2 separate regions of the Rattus norvegicus genome follow, and region 1 is linked to region 2. A link is a contact called in public Hi-C data. All regions are on one chromosome and are shown on one strand. The core of a region is the stretch at or near the end of the contact, and the rest is flanking DNA. Distances in the headings are between cores, read along the strand shown. Region 1 has its middle 68 kb from the start of C2h3orf33. Region 2 holds the start of Mme (membrane metallo-endopeptidase).

The links. A called contact is a pair of places that touch in the nucleus more often than the background predicts.
Region 1: a contact with region 2 is called in a Hi-C map of Schwann cells, with 7 times the contacts expected there. The contact joins the enhancer-like site here to the promoter of Mme in region 2. A contact is called at or near these places in 2 of 12 Hi-C or Micro-C datasets (Schwann cells and hepatocytes).

What each region holds. Positions count from the first base shown.
Region 1 is chr2:150,482,338-150,489,011 of GRCr8, forward strand. It overlaps a transcript of Plch1 not described here. Among named protein-coding and RNA genes, the nearest start is that of C2h3orf33, 68 kb to the right of the region's middle. Within about 2 kb of position 2,449, at least 2 of the 93 cell types and tissues checked have an H3K27ac peak or open chromatin away from gene starts, as enhancers often do. A contact at or near this core is called in Schwann cells, where this site is marked.
Region 2 is chr2:149,867,390-149,873,907 of GRCr8, forward strand. It overlaps Mme (membrane metallo-endopeptidase), which reads left to right and starts at 5,108. Exons shown (of 23, transcript NM_012608.2): 1 at 5,108-5,225.

The sequences.
Region 1 (6,674 bases), core at 1,199-3,698, 610 kb after region 2:
ATAGACAGACTAGGACAGAAACACTGGGATTGTGGCGTCCTGAAGATCAGAGTTTGAATACCAAATCTCCACTCAAACCTTCTAGCTTTAGTTCCTTTATCCAAAAACTGGGATGAACAATTACAAAGACTCCCAAAGGGCTCTAGAGAGCAGTGCTCACTATTAGGCCCTGGACATAGTGTTCCTCGTGACAATTAACTGCCATTGTCAGCTTGACTCTTCAGACTCACCTAGGAGACATACCTTCCGGTGTGTCTGTGAGAAAAACTTCCAGAGAGTTTACTGGGGAGGAAAGCTTCACCCTAACAGTGGATTTTGAAGCTCCAGAATGAATAAAATGGGGGAAAGGAGAAAAGGAGCTGGGCACAAGCACTCATCTCTACTTCTTGATGTAGAAGTAGTGTGACTAGTGTCCTCATGCTCTGGCCTCCATAGTTAAAACACTTGACACCATGCTTCCCCCAGAGATGGGCTGTGCCTTCAAGCTGTGAGGCAAAACAATCCCTTCCTTGAAATACAAGAAAAATGACTGCTATAAACCAAAATATAGTAACATGCTAACTGAAATATAACTATAAAAACATATCAGAACCTTATTCGAGTCATAACTGTAGTTTTAGCTATCTGGATGAAGACATTTACAATAAGGAAAATGGCAATAAACTGCAGCATTTCAACAGTACAGTAACACTCTGTCTCCTGAGACAAATAAGTCTAAACAGAAAACACTGTACAACTGAAAACATGAGTGTGTGCATGAAGCACCCAACAGCACTCTTGGGTGAGCTTCAGAGGAAAGCAACTGCTGAAGCCAGACTTAAGTTTAAAGGAATGATACACATTAAATCGGTCACCAAAATGAAGGATGAACCCCAAAGTCAAAAGCTGAGGATAAATGGGAGTGTGTTTAATGAAACATCACCCCTCTCATGAAACCTCTCTCTACCTCCCTCTGTATCTCCTGGGCAATTCCAAATTCCAGTGACCCAGAAAGTATTGGCTCACAATATAAATTACTCCCATGGCGATCCTGATAACGGAATGGACAAAGCTTATGAGATACTAAACAAGAAACTATCGCCTGGGTTAAAGGCAATGGTTTAAGATAATTACTATTTGTCATGAAAATGACTAGTATTGATCACTCTCTGTTCAGCTACGGTAATCCACCCACCAGATATTCTGAAATGTAGCAAGGTTCTCTGTTCTGTTTTCTTGTGGTCTGATACACCAGTGAAGTCTTGAAACCCCAAAGGACACCAATGTAAGTGAGTGGACTTCCTTTTAATGAGTTACTAGAGCAGATGGACATCAGCACACTTTAACATTTGAATTTAGAAAGCACACACCTTTTTGGTAAGAAGCACTGAACAGTGAGCTTCAAATATTGACTGAACACTTCGTATAAGCCCCGCCCCCCAAAGAGTTCCAAACATTGGAAAGGTACATTAGTGGAGTCAACATGAGAAGAAAGGCTGAGAGGCAGGAAGGAAGTACACCACTGCTGTTGAGGAAGTTCTCACCGCTGAAAACCTCGGGTCACGGTCTAATGGAATTTTAAGATAATTAACCATGAGCAAGTAATCTCAAGCTCTTGGCTCAACCCCACAATTAGACCATACTTGCATCCAGAACAGTACAATAAAAGGACTTTCAAAAGCAGAGTCCCAGCTACATAAATACAAGAGCTCACCATGAAACACACGGTTGTCTACTAGAAAATGCCTGCGGTACTGCACACAGTTCCTCTTCTCGCCGTTCCAGTAGCTCATTGCCGGAGGATCTCTGGCACAGCATCAAAATGAAGTTACCCTGTCAGGAGAGACAGAATGAGACAGGAATGAAGAAAGCGGCAGCCACACGCTCACACAGGCAGCACAATGGCCCGTGTTGCCTGGCATTAGGGACAACACACGGAGCTACAATTTGGACCAAGACTCCTCTAGCCCATAACAAATTTCCCACAAAAGTTCCAAGAACCTGAATGCTATTTTTTTCCCATGCTAAAACAGTAACTTTTTCCAACAGCACCATTCTGGACTCGGTTACTGCTTTCTGCTGAGGAAATAAAGCTACCATTAAGCATGTTTCAGGACTGGTTTTTGTGCTCCAGGCTGCACTTGGATTTCATCAGGACCAAACCAGTCAATCCTGATAGATTTCCATAGGTTTCACTAGCAGGTGAGCTCTCATTCTCAACTCCTGAATTTTCTGTTGGGTGGGTTATGTAACCAACTCACAAAATGTTAGAAATTATTGCAAAGTTCAAGTGGGTGCAGATAGGCCAAACCATAACAAAGTGTGTTTGCCTTCTGTTCCTTCATTGCAGCTATTTATTTAGGGGCCCTAATCCTTGGATCCATCCAGGCTTACAGATGTAACCAGAGCTGGCCAGGCCTCCAGCACAATGCTCTCACAGAACCCCCAGAGACTCCTGTCTCTGCAGAGACCAAACACTTGAAAAGCAGAGATCTGAGCTGATGAATTAAACTGCAAATCCAGTGTGCGTGACCCTGGACAAGGCCCCCTTTGTTCACAAGATTTGCCTAGTGACTTTTCAGAATTCCAGCCTCCTTTCTGGTCACATAACAAAGTTAGAAAACAATAACAGCAGCAGAATAAAAGGGGGGAAAAAAGCAAGGCTGGCAAGAAGGAAAACCCACAGGTGGGAAACAGTTTTGTCATCTGCCCTATTGTAACAGTCTAGAGGTTTGTAAATGTACCCCAGGACCGAGCAAGTGGCTTGGTGAAAAAGGTAAGTCATCACAGTGTTGTCTGTCACTGGGACAGCTAGTGGAGGCTCCAGGAGCTTTGGTAAGTTTCTCCTTAAGCTTCCACACAGGGGACCTTATCTAAGTTCAGCCTACTTGCTGCTCCACTCAAGCCTGATGCCCTCCCCCTCATTTTACTTCATCCCTGCCAGCTTAGAATGATGTTGTCCCCCAGAGCCAACATTTCATGCTATAAAGATGCCCCTTTCCCAAGTATTTTTAGATATAGAAATAATGCAGTGTGACTTATAAGTGAAACATGTGCTTAAAAGAGTGTAGTACCCTGAATTTAATAACCAGCCACACAGGTACGTTAGTACAAAACAACTAAACATGATATTTTTTTTTCAAAACTGCAGAACTGAAATCCACCCGGTTTCTTTCCTGTTTTAGTATCCTTTTTCCTCATTGCATATCTCTCCTAGAATAATTAACTTTAATATTCACCATTCCAGCATTTTACCTAAATACCTAATATTGAAGTCCTCTATATTATTGAGGGCACTACCTTTTCCAAGAAAATATTTTTTAATAATTAACAGTAGTATCCCTGACTTACAAAAGGTGTTCATGTCACTTATAGTACAAAGGTGCTAATGTACATGGAATTAAAAAGAAGACCATCCCCAATGGAGAGATAAAGACTCCAACCCACCCACAAAACTTTTGACCCAAAATGGAGCAGAGATGGAGGGAGTGGCCAACCAATGGCTGAACCAACTTGACACCCATCCCATGGGCAAGCACCAATCCCTGGCACCTTTACTCTTGTAGACAGAAGCCTAGCACGGCTGTCTTCTGAGAGGCTCCACCGAGCTGCTGACTGAAACAGATGATGAGACCCACAGCCAAACACCGAATGAAGCTTGGAGAATTTTATGGAAGAGTTGTGGGAAGGATTATGGACCCCAGAGGGGATGGGAACGCTACAGGAAGACAGAGTCAACTAATCTGAACCCTTGGGGGCTCCAGGGACTAAACCACCAACCAAAGAGCCTATGCGGGCTGGACCTAGGCCCCCTGCACATATGTAGCAGATATGCATGCCACTTGTCTTCATGTGGGTCCTCCAACAACTGGCTGTCCCTAAAGCCTGCCTGTGGATTTCGTTTCACTAACAGGAAGGGCTGCCTTGTCTGGCCTCAGGGGGAGAGGATTTGCCTAGCTCTGAAGAGACTTGATGTGCCAGAGTGGGGGAGATACGGAGCGGTGGGGGAGGGGCAGGGGTTCCACCCTCTCGGGGAAGAAAGAAAGAGGGGTGGGAGGGAGCTTGTGTGAAGCGGGCACTTGGAGGAGGAGGGGCAGTGATGGGGACGTAAAGCGAATTAAAAAAAAAAAGACCCTATCTATATTCATGCTTATTTTCCCTTGCTAATTCAATTTTGTGGTTTTATTTGTTATTATCAGATTTTGCACACTATGCTCATTGCTGATTCAAGGAAGAAGGTTGTAAAAGAGTAAGGAAACCCTAAGATGTTTATAGTGAGCAAAGCAGGTCCTCATGCAGCCTTCTCATCCACTCCCTATTAATCTTCTGAGACAGGTACTGTTATCTCCTTCTACCACCCCAAAGAAGAGAACATGCTATTAGACTGATTTGTTTATGCTGCCAGGAAAAGGCAGAAACGCAACCTTCAATTCTATCTTCAGATTCCAAACGCAAGTTTCTAACCTCCATAGGCCATAAGGGACAAGGCAGTTACACAATGTGAAGGTTTCAAACACGTCCTGTAGCCAGGAAGAGATTCTCTGCCTGTAATCTCAGCACTTGAATGTTGAGTCTGGAGGATACTGTGTTCGAGGTCAGCCTAGGGGTACATAATGAAATCCTATGCAAAATAATAAATTAAAACAAACAAACAAAAAAAAAACAAACTGTGTGCCTATGTGGGCCTATGTATATGGGATATGTCCTACAAATTCACAATGATTACAGCTAATATACTGACTAATTCAGTGACTCTGTTCTAACAATAAAATCAGCTGAAACTGATGCTAAATCTTTCAACATAAAATTTGAAATGCTCTAGCCTGTTTCTTTTTTGCTGTGATTAAACACTGGCCAAAAACAACTTGTGGAAGAAAGGTTTTATTTTATTTGAGCTTACACTCTATTTAGTCATGGAGAGAAACCAATGCAGAAAGCGGGAGACAGGAACTTAAGCAGAGACCACAGAAGAATGTTCCTTACTGGCTTGCTTCTGCTCAGCTAGAGAGCCTTATTAAAAAAAGCTCAGGGCCTATGGGTGACACTACCTACCTACACAGGCTAGGCCCTACATCAATTAACAATCAAGAAAATGCCAGTCTGATAAAGGCAGTTCCTTGGTTGAGGTTCCCAGGTATGTCAAAGTAACAACCAAGATCAGCCTCAAAATAAATAAAAAAACAAACAAACAAACACCTTTTACTCGATTCCTTCTGCCTTCAGCACAGAGAATTTAGCCACAAATTGCGATGGAGCCCTGGTTGAAGTATTCCAGTCTCAGACATATGCTGTGACCTTAACATCTACATTCCCCAAGTTCATCTGTAGAAATCTTTGATGGTGATTTCAGGAGGGGAAGCATTGGAGTTCTACCCTCTGAAGGGCTCTAGCAGGCCCAAGCATGGCAAACAGTCTACCAATAGGTTTCGCCTTTTACCCTTCTCCTTACAAAAGAAACATTAGATTACATTCCTAAAACTAGTCCCCAAGGCTAGCTTTACATTCCTTTATTGGGCCACTGACTCAACCCTGAAACAAAACACCCAAGGTCCAACACTCAAAAATTTTTATTTGGATAATATGTCCAATCAGGACTTACCAAATCACCCTAGCACCAACTTCCCCTTTTTCCTCCTTAAAATCCACTCGTGAAAAAAAATCTGCTTTCCTGCTTGCTGCTGCTGCGATTATTGCTGCCCCTGCTTGCTATCTGTCTTTGTCTTTGCAGCCTCCACTGCTTGACCATCCAGGACAATATGTCTCCTTTGTGCTGAGAATTTGGTATCTAGGGATGTCCTGTATCAATGGGGGTGGAGAGTACAACCCCCTTCCACCCTCCCTGGGATTCATGCCTTTTATATAAGAGGTAACCTCCTGTATACACCATGTGATGATACGGCAAGAAGTCTGTAGTCTGGGGCTGGAAGACTCCCGAGACACCAAATCTAACTTGATCCTGGAATCCCTAGGCTCCAGAACTGTAAACTGTAAGAAATGAGTTTCTATGATTTGTAAGCTACCTTGTCAGTGGCTATTCTGTTATAATGACTCAATTGGGTTGACAGTATGAGAATAAATGAACAGGCAGTGAATCCTGTAAAGTGCTTGCTGTCCAAACATGAGGTCCTGAGTTCAATCCCCAGAACCCACATTAAAACAAATGCAAATCAGGTTTGGTGGCAGGACACTTGTAATCACAGGGCTGAGGAGGCAGAGACAGGAGGATACTGGGATTTACTGGCCAGCTAGCCTAATGAGTTTCAGGTCAGTAAGAGACCCTGGTTCAGAAAAACAAGGGAGACACACCTGAGGAACTCTTGAGGTTGTGTAAGCATATGCAAATGTGTGTACATGTGCACATGCATGTACATACACACACACACACACACACAAACGTTAGCTCCAGCTAGATTTACAACAGGCAGGGCTATTACTCACTAAAGGAAGGCAACTGAAAGGGATGTCAAACACCATCTAAGTCAAACTTCTTATGAAACCAAAAAGAAATCAAGACACAGAGAACATGTGTAACCTGCAAGGTAACACTATTAGCTATTCGAAATGGCTGAAACCCACCTTCAGCAGCCCAGAACTCTTCTGAATGCTCTATGGCCCTATTTGCATGAGCACAATGAAATTAACTTGGGTTGTACCTACCAAAAGTCAAGATACTTATAAAATGAGTGGCTTATTTT
Region 2 (6,518 bases), core at 3,858-6,357:
CAGGTTTCTCTAGGGAACCTCTGTTGCTATATAAGATGACCTGTGCCTCTTTCTGAAGTACTTACCTAAAAGCCTAGTAAATGCAGAAAAAAAAGTCTAAATGTAGTTTTCATTTATCTGTTTTTGGTTGTTTAAAGTCCAATAATAAATTATTTGTAATGGAAGTCTTAGAATCGCATCGAAGAAGCATAGTTTGACATAAATATATGATCAATATGTATAAATATTCCATGGATACCTGAAGAAATGCTCTATAGATTTCCATGATAGAGTCTTTTAACAGGGTTTTTTGTTTTGTTTTGTTTTGTTTTTTAGATATTCTCTATATTATTGCTGCTTGTGAATCTGATTCATCAAATATTGAGAAAAGTACATTGAAAAAACCCATTACCATCATGAATTATTAATGTCTCTTTTTAGTTCTGTAATTTTTAAAAATACCTACTTTAAATGTATGCTACTGGATATATTCCAGAACTGTACAGTGCTGCTAAAATGACTACATTTCAGTAAGGGTAAATTTTAGGGGTTTTTTTTATCTCAGAAAATTCCACACTAACAATCATATATATATATGTATATATATATATATATATATATACATATATGTGTGTGTGTGTGTGCGTGCATGCGTGTATGTGTGTGTGAGACTTAACTATTTCTACCATTTTGCATTCGCTTATACTGTAGCTTTATTTTAAGTTATCTCTCCTTTTAATTTGTTTTGTTTTGTTTTTGAGACAGGTTTTCACTATTAACCCTGGGTAGTCTGGACTATGTAGAGCAGGTTGGCTCTGGGCTCATAGAGATCAGGCTGTCTCTGCCTCCAGAGTGCTGAGATCAAAGGCATGAACCTTGACTTCCCACAAGGTATATCTCTTTTAAACAAAGCCAGCTAAATTTATTTTATTCTAGTCCTTGTCTCCCAATTGGACACACTGTCCAATTACAGTTACAGCAACGGACCTATTTATCTTATTTTACCACTTTATCTCTGCATTTAGTTCATTCTTTTCTACACTTGATCTTAGCAAAAGGCTGACAACTGATATGTGCATTCTTTTCTCATATTAATTTTTCCACTATGTTCTGTTAGAGTTACTTTTATTTAATTCCAGTTTTTCATTTCTCCAAGACTTGGGCTTATGCAGTCTATTTTAACCCTTTTATGGCCCCATTAGCAATCTCTATTGTATAAATAATTAATAAAGTCTAAAATTAATATCATTCTCTTCCATCCCAACAACAAAAGGACTTTCGGATCCTGTGGCTCGCACATCACTTTCCCAGTCCTTCAGTGATCCTTTCCGACACCCACACTTTTTACAGGTAGCTTCGCTGACTGCCCTGTGCCTTCAGAGTGACTTGTGGCTCTTTTCTTAGCTTTACCGTTCCTTCTCCTGCATGAGATAGTCTATCATTTTGTTTCAGAACAAACTCTTTCTAAGCATTTTTCATAGTAAAAGTCAAATGACGGTAATTCAGGCTTTATTTCCAACAGTCTAGCTGAGATCGCTTTATTAGAAACTTTTAGCTCAGGAACTTCCAAGCCAATATTCAAACGTCTACAGTTTGACCTGATCATAAATTGTTGCAGAAAATTTTTTTGCAAACTATAGTTTTTTGGGGGGAGAAAAAAATCTACAGGCTGGCAACGATTTGAAAAGATTTACATTCTCTGGAAATGCTGAAGAAATACATGACTGGCAGCTCAGCTCTGTGCTCAGTTGGGGGTGGGGCCGGAAATGGTGGGAGCGAAGGGAGCGAATTGTTTTTAGCTCCCTTTTCCATTAAGGATATCTTCTCTCCTGCCCAGCTTACTACAGGAATGTTTGGTGTGGGTTTTAACCTTGCTCTGGATGATGCTTTGTCTGAGGTCCTCAGGTCACGCAATTCCCTTGAAAATCTAACTCTAGGTCACTTAGCTTTGGCAAGCTTTCTGAGACAGGTAGGTGGAGCACCATTTCACATGCGCACACCCTTCTGGGCTTCTGGCTTTCCCTGATTCTTTTGGCTTCTGAAGTTTCCCTTTACACTGTCCTTGGTTTAGTGGTGCAATTGGCCTGATCTCCAAACATAGTTTATGAAGCCTTATGTTCCAGACAGGAGCTGTTTCTAAGGATTTATGGTGCATGTTGCCAAGACAGATGCACCCCACTACTGGTAGCTTGCAGAAGGCCGTCAGGATTGCGACTTTCTCCCTCACTCTGATAACTAAGCAAGCAGAAGGACCTTGGACACTTTGCTCAGCCTTTGGTTTCTGTTTACTTCCTAGAAGCACCTGAGAGCTCCTTTAAGACCCTTAGAAGAGAAAGGATTTCAAACTTGCATAACCTCCTCGGAGAAAAGATTTAGCATTCTTAACAAGACCACTATGTTTCTAATGAACTTTAGTGAGATTAAGACTTGTATTAAAGGAAGTATCTGCCCATACTGTCACACGTCTGAGACAGAAGCTCAAAGTCAAAGTTTAATGATGACGTCAGGGTTTTTACTTCTTTTTGACATGGATTCTAAATTCATTATTTTTCTAGCAAAATGTTCTTCCCATAAACATTTCTCCTTCGTGTAACGAGACTGAAATAAAACGATGACATTGTTCTTAACTATTCTGCAAAGGTTTGTCATTAATAACTCTTTAATTAAATAAAAATAAAATCAATTTTCAGCTCAAAGTTGATAGTTGTAATAAGTAATTGTAACCTAGTTTCTATTGTTATCAAAACATTCTCCAGAGTTAAGGGTATTGCTCAATGGCTGCTCAAATACTTATGCATAGCAAGGCCCCAGGGTTCAAGCACTTCCTTTAGGTGAAAGATATTCTTGAATTTTGTGGATATGCTAGTTAACTTTACAAAAGAATAAGATGTTTAAAACTTCAATGAAGATGAAAAAACAAAAACAAAATCAAATGAGAAACATTCAACTAGGTTATGACCAAGCATATAAGCTTAATTTCTATTTCTAGTTGAAACATGGTTTTTTGTAATATTCTGACCAAACTTCCTTCTCTACCAAAACTTATTACTATACTAATCAGACATACATTAAAATTTTAAAGCTCCTTGTTCCATATGAGAAATTTGAGAACTAGTGCTTTCTTTCTCCCTTCCTCTCTCTCCCTATCTCTGTCTGTCTGTCTACACATACATATACACATATATTCTCAATTTGTTTTACTGTAAAATTTAGATGCTTTGATAATTTAACTAAAATATAATAAAAACACGTGTGTTGGTGAAAAACATCTAGATTTCTTCCCAAGAGAATTTGAGTAAATCTCTCTTCTGAGCATCGATCTCTGCAAAAACAATCTGAGTCAAGATGACCTGGGTTCAAATTCCATTTGAAATACTGCCCAGAGTGTTTGCCAAGTCGCCTCTGCTTATCTGTGAGAAGTCACACATCTCTGTTAGCCTAGCCAGGAGGACAAAGATGTGTTTGTAATGCCCACAGAGAAGGAACAAAGCATGGGCACTTCCGTTTGAAGGTGTCGAACTGAACTTACCCACATCAATTGAATTATTTTTTCTGGAAATGTCTTTCCATGATACTCATTATTTCTTTAATATACATTGCTTGTCTTTGTCTTTAGCTTTTTTTCTAAAAAATAAAAAAAATTAAAACAAAACACAAAGTTGGTTAGGGCAAAAGGAGTAAAACATTTTAACATTCAAAGATAGATTCAAGTTCCCGAAAGTCCATTTCTGTTTGGGTATGATCGCACCTATGGACCAAGTGTGATGTTTAAAACTTGTGATTCCAAAAAGGAGAAGGATCAGAAGGATACTCTATATGTACAACTCTGTATGTACTTGACATTGAATAACTTCACTGAAATCCTCAGGCGGGGTGGGGCAGAAAAGTTTAGCCTTTCTGAGTTTTTTTGGTTATAATAGCTGCTAAAGGCAGTTTCCGTAAAATATTTGTCTCTGCACAAAGTCAATCTTTCTTTCTTTGACAAATTCATTGCCTTGGGTTTAAGAGAAACCCAGAAACACAAATAGACAGGGGGTGGAGTGGTGGGGGGTGGGGTGGGGGAAGAGGAGAAGAGAGAAAGGAAGGAGGAAGAAAAGAAGACTTTGAAAAGATAGGAAGGAGAGTGAAGGACAAGGGAAAACAGAAAGAGCAAGAGTGAAGAGTGAGAGAGAAGCATCATGGTCTTGGTCTGTTAGAGAATGAGAGCTTGCAATCAGCACTACAGAATCCCAGAGAGACAGTGTATTATTGTCTTGAAAGCCACAAAGCTAAACAATTCCAAGAATGTCTGGCAAAGCCCTTTTGGGAAGGGCAAGGTGGGGGACTAACTGGGAGAGGGAGCCCCCTCCGCCCCTTTACTCGGTGTGACAGGATTTGGGAGACCTGGCGGAAACCTTCAGGTCACCCGGGGAACTGCTCTCGCGGCTGGTCCTGTGCGGCGAGGCGGGGGGTGAGCGCGAGGCGCGCGGGGCGCGGAGATGTGCAAGTGGCGAAGCTGGACCGAGTGCAGGCGCAAGCTGCTGAGCGGCTGAGGCGAGGGGTGAGTCTGGGGTGAGGGTCCAAGGGATGCGGGCTTCCCGGTTGCCCTCCCGCCCGGAGCCGGAGTGGGGCCTGGAACCTCCCGGGACTCTGGCCTCGTCCCACTCTGCGCGTTCGGCGCTCGGGCGCACCCTGGGGACCGCACCGAGGGGTGGGCGCTCGCCTGGGCTGGGGGCTACTCTGCCTGCGGCCATCCTGGTCGATGCGCTTATTGGTCGGGATGTGTCTGCTCAGTCGCCTCCAACTTCTCCCCAATCACACTGGTGAGTCACCGGAGAGCGAGCGACCGGGCACGGGGAGCGGGGCACCAGTGTCCCTGGGGCGCCGGGAGTCGGTGGGACGGGCAACAGGAGGACGAAGCGGGCGGGGGCCGGGACGCACGGAGCAAGGACAGAGGCCGTGGTCCCGCGCGCCGCGGGCGCCGGGTGCCTGGTCGCCGTGGGCGGAGGAGGCGTGTCCTGCGCGGGAGCCGCCACTGGGACCTGAGAATGTGGGGAGGGGAAGGGACCGAGAGGGCGACCTGGAGGAGGACCCTGCGAGTGATGTCAGGTCACCTCCAGGTTCATTTTCATAGCTTCCTGCAGCCTCCGCCCAGGAGTTCTGTTTGGTGACCGAGAGCAGCGCTGCCAAATTGCACCGGGGTTCATTTGGGGGCTGGGAATTGGCCATTCCGCTGTACAGACACTGTTTTTATTTTAAAAAGCAAGGTTTGTTTTCATTTTAGTTTCTGTCGGATTCTCTCCTCAATTAACTCACTTTTCTAGTTTTCAATTTTCTTAACCTAAATCTCTTTTCACAATCCCACCTCTTCATCGTGCTTCGAACCTTGGCTTCCTATTATATAATTCATGCTTAAATCTGCCAAAGGGTTGGCTGGCGCGGGGTGGGGGTGTTCTTTAGTAGATGGAAGTTTTTAAAGACCCTTTCTTACTTAACCTATCCCGATCTATTTATACTCTTTAAAAATGAGAGTAACTATAAACGGGTATTCCTCTGAGCCTCTCGGTCAAGTCTATTCCTTGTCCATAAGCGGCTCACATGGATTTTATTAAACTGAAAACTAGTAACTGACTTGCAGCGCCAGCGTTTGGAAGCTGCTATCGGCAGATTGGCCCTGAGGGAGTGGAGCTGCACGCCCTTGGATTTTTTTTTTCTTTTCCCTCCTTCTTTCGTTCAAGTTCTCAAAAATGTTTGTTGTGTTTTGGACTTGATGTTGTTTGTCTTGGGTTGTATAGCTACACTGAACACGAGAGCAACGTGGATGGGACTTTTCATGTCAGAACTCACTTCAGGCGAAGGAAACACCTACTAGTTAATGTGGGGGGGGGGGGCTGTCTTCTGAATTCCTTCTTCAACTTCCGTGGACACAATCTAAATATGAAACTCTGCCTCAGTTTCCATTAATGCAAACTAACTCCGAAGCACCGCCACAGGGACTTACAGACATGTATTGTCGCAGTATCACAGTGTGCTCTGACGGAAAATTGCTTTGCTCCACCTTTCTCTTTAACCGATCAGTTATCTTCCAGGTTTCATAATTTGACGTTTGCTGATGCTGATGCTTTGAAGGAAATACATCTTATACCCAAGCAAAAATAACATTGTGTTCTTTTGCTGATGTTGCCAAGTTGAAGTTTGTGGAGTTTCTTTTGAGTCTGAACTCCAGATTCTCTGTTCTCTTATTGTCTGTTTTGGCATTTGCTTTTTAGTTTAAGAGTCCCCCCCCCCCGCCCCCATGTGAAATGTTTTAAGAACCTAGGTGTGCGTTTGCTTCTCCTACTACAAGCATTGACTTTGCACTGCGTTTTGTATTCTGATCTGTCTGTCTTCACATCACCGATCTTTTAAACGTGTTTGGATGTGGTTAGATTGGATCTTAAGGTAACTGAAGATTTCTGATGTGCTCCATCTTGAGGTATTCTGGCTTACATTTTCTTATTACAAGATAATGAATTATCTTGAACTAAGTGGAAATGAAGGGCAAAGTTAATAGGAGGTTA